2 separate regions of the Callithrix jacchus genome follow, and region 1 is linked to region 2. A link is a contact called in public Hi-C data. All regions are on one chromosome and are shown on one strand. Each heading gives the region's core, a stretch centred on a gene start, on an enhancer-like site or on the middle of the called end of the contact. The rest is flanking DNA. Distances are from core to core; before and after follow the strand shown.

Region 1 (3,880 bases), core at 156-2,655, 110 kb before region 2:
GGAGGAAACCTAGGTGATGTTAAACTAAGAAAAGACTCTAATGGTTGGATTTCTAGTGTACGGGCTTTGGAGAGATACAAAGGAATTGCCAGTACCCTCTAGGCTGCACCCCATGGGCAGCCGCTGGCCCCACATGCCTGCACGCCATCCTTGTTCAGAATCAGGTAGCGGCACTCATGAAGCATGTGTGATCTTTAACAGGTTCTCCCCTTCTCATCTAGGATTTCCTTCCTGGATGAGCCTCAAGAAGGGGGCCGGCATACTTCATATTGTATGAGGGGAAACTGAGGCCAGGAAAGGCAAGCATAGTTATTGCTCAAGCATTCCCAGCCAGTCTGGAGGTCTGGGGTGCGAACACCTCTTCTTGCCTTCCTCCTCCCCCAACTTTCATGGTTTTAGTGGGTGGGAGGAGGGGCTCCCTTATTCATGATGATTAGGGGTCCCAAATTTAAAGTTTCCTGTCTAGAAGTCTAGGACAGGAAATTATATACCCAGAGTTCTGCACAGATTACCCAGGTGTCTCAACTCCCTAAAGCAACAGATGCTGTTCATGTCTCGGCCTCTGTGTCATCATTCATCCTTGATTGTTCAGGAAAGTCCACTCCACCTCTCTGACAGACCAACAGATGCAGATTTATACAGGGAATCCTAGACAGACACAATGAACAAACTCCCGTCTGATCAGAGCCAAGTCCCGGTAATAACATCAATGAATCATCAACTTCAGTGCATCACAATATTGAGCTGCAAGAGGACTCCAAGACCTTTTAGTCCAACCCTTTACCTTCTAGTTATTCACAAGTGAATAGAAACCGAGTGAGGTCCAAAGAGGGAAACTGACTTGACCAAGATCACAAAGCTTGATAATGATGAGATCGGAAGCCCTGGGCCCTGAGCCCCAGGCCCATGCACTTTCCACCACCCTTCACACCCCTTTGCCTGCCACCACCTGCCAGGCACAGAGAGCGTGAGGGAGAGCATAGGCCCCTCATGACTTAGCCAAGGGCAGCTCGGTGTCTCGGTGTCTCTGTGCAGGTGGACTCCGTATGTCAGCCTCAGCGCTCCCTTGGGGAGGGAAAGACCTGGGGCCGTCCTCACACCCCAGGCGCCAGGCCATGGAGCTATAGGAGGCAGCTTCCTGCTTGGCCCTTATCCAAGGCCATTTCACAATGGGGGGAAGAGTGCTGAGCTGAGAGTCCCGGGTTGCTGCTTGCTCCACCCCCACTCCAGCCCCTTTCAGACCCCCCTGGGAGAATGAGCCAGGCCCTGACTGAGGCTTGGGGAGAAGAGAGCCACAAGAATGGAGACAGGCTGAACCGCCCCTATTGGGAGTGTTCTGTGAGCCGTGTCCCTGGAGCTGGATGAGGGCACCACCTTACAGGTCACCACTGCTCTCCCCCTTCCCTTGCCGTCCACCTGCAAGCATTCATGCTGGGGAAGTCCCTTCTAGAACAGGAGCAGTTGGTTCCAGTCAGCCCACAGCACTCTCATGATTAATCAGAGGGGAACCTGGAGGCAAGGAGGCCCATAGCTTAGCGGGGGGCAAGGCCTGGGTCACCTCCTGCGGTGAGGCAATGTGACTACCAGGGAGAGGAGCCCACGTTTCTCCTCCCAACATGCTCCAAGTTCTGGGGTGAACTGTGGCACAGCAGACAGGAACCAAGAGAGAGACACTGAGACGGGACATTCAGCCAGGATTTACTGGGCCCTTATGGATAGGGTCTGCTATGAGCTCAGCTCTGTACGGGATCTTATTTGAAGTAGGAGGCAGTGGTTAAGGACCCAAATCATCCTGTCTTCAAGTCTTGAGGAGGAGACAAAACAAACCTAGGTGAAAAGTCAAACCACAGGACAAGGCAGTGTGAAGTGAGGGCCCATACTCTCACGCTGGACGGTCCAGCATGGCCAGTGGAGCGGGGGTGGCGGAGGGAGTCACTGTGGACAGAGCTTAGGGGAAGAGATAGAACCAAAAATAGTGGGGAGAACTTGACTTTGCAGACGGAATGGGAAAGATCTTCCAGACAGGGAAAGGAAGACAAGACAGAAATGAACCCGCATACGTGAGGACAGGACCCTGTTTGCACAGAGGGTAGTAAACCACGAGACTGGAAATGTGCCTGGCCACGGGCACTTCCTCACACTGAGCTCTTGCTGCTTGAACACAGCCTTCCTTGGTATCTGTGGAAGTTGCTGACCTACTGAGGCAGGACACCACACGGAGAACTAGGCAGGGGCGTGGAGGTGCCAGAGAGCTCAGCTCCTTGGTGGAGGAGTCCTCTGACAACAGGAAGCAGCTGCAGCAGGCTCAAGGGCTGTACTGGTATCTGCCACTCTCCCCCACCCTGGCTGCACCCTGCAGAACAAACTGTTCTTCAAGAAGCTCTGGGGACAGAGGGCCCACACCTGCTCCCAGGATGGGGTGGAGAAACCCCCATCAGCCAGGCTGGGAGCCCAGCAGAGACATCACACAGCTCAGCAGCCCTCCTTGCCCCCTGGCCTCTTGCCTCCTCCTACCCCAGACCAGGCTGCAGTTGACTATGGCAATACAACACAAAACAAGAGCTTTATATTGTTACTATTATTACTTTATAGAGATTGGGGTCTCACTGTGTTGCCCAGGCTGGTCTCAAACTCATGGCCTCAAGTGACCCTCCTGTCCCAGCTTCCCAAAGTCCCAGATTACAGACTTGAGCCACATTACCAGCCAAGAGCTTTGGAGAGGGAAATGAGAACCAAATCTTCATAAATACCTCATCCTGGAACTTCCAACGTCTCCAAAAATAGTACCTAAACTCCAGGCCCCAAACTCTAAACTGAGTGGGGATGTTATGTGGTTATGGCTTCACAGAAACAGCACAGCAGTGGCAGCCACGGTGCTGAGTTCTAGTCTGAATTCTACCACTCATTGGCATGTGACCTTGGACAAGTCACTTTTCGCTGGACTTGAGTTTCTTCCTCTGTAACTTGGGGAGTTAGGACTGAGCTATAAGGTCCCTTCCCATTTTAAATGTGACACTCCGATGCTCGCAGGTAACTTTGGGATTGCTATAGTGCCTGGGGGCCAGTACAGCTGGGACATAAATTAGATGAGAATCTAATTGAGGGAAAGATAAAATGGAATTGTATTCTATTCAGAACCTGAAATAGGTGGGATTTTCTTTCCCCCAGATCCTCATGATAAAGAGCTTTGGTGAAAAATCTTGGGAGATTTGGACTGAGAATATCTTAAGAAGAGATAATTTCAAAGAGGATTCCCCAACACTTGGTGGGGAAGAGCAAGAATTCTTCCAGATTCCTTGACGAGCAGAACATGGGGGGTGGGGCGCAGTAATACCAGGAAAGACACATCCCACCTTCCCAACCCTCTTCCACTTAAGCTGCTCCTTAAAAATTCCTGTAACTGGGGTCCAGGCCATTCATTCCAGTTACAGCTAAAACTTGACAGGGCTGTTTAAATTTCCATGAGGGTATAAATGGCTAATATTCTCTCCTGAGACCCAGGAGATGCTGAGAGAGGCCTTTAGAGGAGGTGGGGCTGGAAGAAGGAGTGAAGGTGGAGACCCTAAGATCATACAGGAGCCATGCTTTTTCCAAAGCCAGATCTAGGCCTAGCAGCTCAGAGCAGTTCCCCATGAGCAGTGATGTGGGAGATGGCCCTGAGCTTCCTAAGCGCTTCTGGGTCACTTTCTGAAATCTCTCACATTGGCCTCCCTGGGAGGAGGAGCCCAGTGTAGCTCCCACCTGTCTACTGCCTGCTTGTCTTCCAGGGTGTTGGGGGGATGGGTAACATGGCTGGCTCTCTGTCCCCACCAGATTACCCAAATAGACTCAGTCAGAGCTGTTTCAGGAGCCACAAACCTAGGCTTTTGGAGGCAGCTTC
Region 2 (3,457 bases), core at 391-2,890:
GCCAACTAGGTTATAGGGGAGACAGATCAAAAGACCAAATACTACACTGCCAAGATTGTTTGTAGAAAATGGTCAAAATTGAGAAGCTGTATATATGAACAGGACACCCTGTTGAAAGGAAGTGAAGTGCTAGGTCAGTACTGGCATAAGGTAAGAGATCAAATGAGTCAGAGAGAGAATCCCATGTACCACATCTCACATAATCCAGGAAAGCTTCCTGGCTGTGGAGGACTTGGAAGTAAAGAGTAACCAAAATTTCCTGTGAGGAATTGCCCCTTCCCCTCTCTCAGTCCCAAGGTGAAACACAGGTCTTGGTTCTGAACAATCAAAGTCCTGAATCCACTATCCCCAGTGACTGGGAGGAAGGGGTTAACCAGGGTGACTTCTGAGTCTGAATTTGAACCTGTAAGGATAAAGTCCTGAGCCTGTTACCCAATGGAGAATGACAATAAGCCAATAACAAGAGCAGAGGCAAGAAATGGAGAGAGGTCCAGTTCACGAGTCCTGCGTTAAGCTTTATCTGAAGTCCTTTATATACAAAAGATAGTAAATTCCCTTTTCCAAGTAGGCCAGTTTGAGTTGGATTTCTATTTCTTTGTAATCAAGAGTCCTGACGATTCAGAGGAAAGAAGGACATATATAACATGAACAAAGACAGAAAGCTGGGAACTAAGACTCAGGGAGTAGTAGACAGTATTCTCAGCACCCGCCTCCGGGAACTGCCACCTCTCTGACCATCCACATAGTCATAAAGGAGAAATTCCCTATACCTGGACCTATTTAAAAGACCCTGTTCCTGCCTCAAGGTGTCTAGCACCTGTAATCCCAGCTACTGGGGAGGCTGAGGCGGGAAGATCACTTGAGCCGGGGAGTTGGAGGCTGCAGTGAGCCATGATCAGGCTACTGCACTCCAGGCTGGGCAACAGAGCAAGACCCTGTCTCTAAGACAAACCCAAACAAACAAACAAAAAGACCCTACTCCCCTGGTCACATCTGAGCTGCCACAGTTTCTTCCTCAGTAAATTGAAATTGCGAGAAGAGTTTAATGTCAGTCAAGGCTAGTCTCCCGAAGGGGAAAGAAGAGAGACCTTAGAAGCCATAGCATGGCTGTGGCTATCGCTTGTGGACTGAGCAGAAGAGAAAGCAAGACAATATCATCACTTTATAGATGAGGAAAACTGAGGGCCAGAGAGATTATGTAGCTTGCCTAAGGTTGCACATTTGGTATGATTTTACAAAACTAGAATCCAGCTTTTTTAAATTCAAGGGTGGGGCAGGAAACAGCTGGGTCAGAGTGGCCTAAGAACCCTGGACGGGTGAGATTTGGGGCAGACAGCAGGGGTGGTCTCTCCAGAAGAGTCAGACCAAGTCCCACCACTCAGAGACAACTCCCAACACTCAAAACAGCAAAGAAATTCTGGTATTTTAAGTGTTCCTCGCTCGGCTCAGAAACTCGCCTTCGAGCCAGGACACAGACTGCACCTGCGACGAATTTGTCTTGCAGAAACCTGCAGCGCTTCCGCGGCCATTGACTCCCGGAAACTACAATTCCCCTTATGCACTGCGACTGCGCGGACTAAACCGGTATAAACTCCAAGCCCCAGAATGCATTGGGCGAGAGGCGAGCGCACGGAGGAGCGCAGGGGCGTGGCCACGTTGGCCGCCCGGACCGTTAAATTTGAATCTTGGCGGCTAGGGATGCGGGCTTGAGGTGGCTGGTTTGTAAGGGAGTCTAGTGTGTGCTTTGGTCGCTTCTGTAGCTCCGAGAGCAGGTTGCGGAAGAAAGCCCGGGCAGTCTGCGGCCCAGAGGAAAGGCCTGCAGCCGAAGAGGACCTGAGCCAGGAATGCAGGATGGCGGCGGTAAAGAAGGAAGAGGGTGCTCTGAGGTACGTACAGAAGAAGAGCTGCTGGGGGCTGGGCCTGAGAGACCCGAAGGTGCCTGGTAAGTGACAGAGGTTTCGCTCGGAGCAGTCAGGGAGACCGGCACGGTCAGGAGAACAGGCCCAGCCGGAGCTTCCTTCGCTTTGGCGTCGGACGCCAGAGGTGGAGGTGAAAACGCAGAGGAGTGAGGGCACGTGCGAATCCTGCCGCATCCAGCTTCAAAGCGAAGAAGGCTGCGGGACCCCAGCGGGACAGAGAGCTTGGAAGTTGTGATGTGGTCTGTTTGTAACTCAGCTCAGCCGTCTGCTAGTTGTTTGACCTTAGGCAAATCGTTTGTATGGAAAATGCTGATGTTAATGTTGCCTTACGGGGTTCTGGGGGAATTCAAAGTATTTGTTAAGTAACTGCTTTCAAATAAGCGTTCAACAAATGGTAGGTGCTATGTCAATAGCATAGAGGTCTAAAAAGCCTTTAGCCAGTATAGAGATTTAGATTTATTATTCCAATAGCACAGAGATCTAAGCCTTTCTCTACATGTTTGCGGCGTTTCCTTCTATTAAAAGAAACTACATAGCAGTTCTAGGTTAGAAGTCTGTATGTATCTTCACTATGGTGCCCACAGTGCATTGATAAGTGCTGTGTCATGGGCTCTTTCATTCATGTAACAAATGTTTTTTGGCTAAGCTCTGGGTGCAGCAAATACACGAACAAAAAAATCTCAACCCTCATGAAGCTTAAATTCTGGAATGGGATGAAGGTGGGTGAGTTAGACAATAAAGACGAACTGTTAGATGGAGGTGGTGGTCAGTACTTTAAAAAAAAGCATGTGGGGGTAGGGAATATTGGGGGTGAGGAGTGGTGCAATTTTAGCTTGAACATTGGAGTCTCACTGAGGAGATGTCATTTTTGTCAAGACTTGAAGGAATCTGAAGAGCTAGATATTCTTATATCTGGGGGAGTTACAAAGGCTGAGGGTAAGAGTTGGGGGAGGAAGTTGCACCTGGCGTGTCCAAGGCTATGTCCCTGGAGCAGAATTAACTACAAGGGTAAAAGGAGGTAAAGTAAAAAAAGGTGAAGATGCAGGCGTTGTAAGGACTTGGCTTTTACTCTAGTTGTAATCAAAAGTCCTTGGACGGTTTTGAGCAAAGGAAAGACATGATCTGAGTTGGGTTTAAATGGGATCACTTTGGCTGTTGTGTTGAATAGACAAAGGCAGCAAAGGATGGAAGCAAGGGATACCAGTTAAAAGGTTATTGAAATAATTTAGCCCAAAATAATTCAGCTCAAAAGTGAGTTGAGCCAGGTGGAAAACAGTGGAGATGATTAGAAGTGATTGATTTCTGTATACATTTTGAAGGTAGAGCCAGTAGGATTTGCTGACTGACTGAGGGGTATGAGAAGGGCATCAAAGTTGGCACTGAGATTTTTGGCTTGAGTAACTGAAGAATGGGATTGCCATTTATTTGAGAAAGAGGAAGACTGGGAGGAGCAGGTCTGGGAGGAAGTGGAGGCAGTCTTAGATCAATTTGGGATATTTAACTGAGATCGTTTAATCACTATTTTTAAGAGCAAGAGA

The links. A called contact is a pair of places that touch in the nucleus more often than the background predicts.
Region 1: a contact with region 2 is called in a Hi-C map of skeletal muscle, with 11 times the contacts expected there. The contact joins the enhancer-like site here to the promoter of BUB1B in region 2. A contact is called at or near these places in 2 of 3 Hi-C or Micro-C datasets (both in skeletal muscle).

The regions. Positions count from the first base shown.
Region 1 is chr8:46,551,531-46,555,410 of calJac240_pri, reverse strand. All of the region lies in intron 2 of LOC144577354 (a long non-coding RNA gene), which reads left to right. Among named protein-coding and RNA genes, the nearest start is that of SRP14, 8.8 kb to the left of the region's middle. Within about 2 kb of position 1,405, at least 3 of the 16 cell types and tissues checked have an H3K27ac peak or open chromatin away from gene starts, as enhancers often do. A contact at or near this core is called in skeletal muscle, where this site is marked.
Region 2 is chr8:46,445,569-46,449,025 of calJac240_pri, reverse strand. It overlaps BUB1B (BUB1 mitotic checkpoint serine/threonine kinase B), which reads left to right and starts at 1,640. Exons shown (of 24, transcript XM_035259856.3): 1 at 1,640-1,886. The coding sequence starts at 1,852.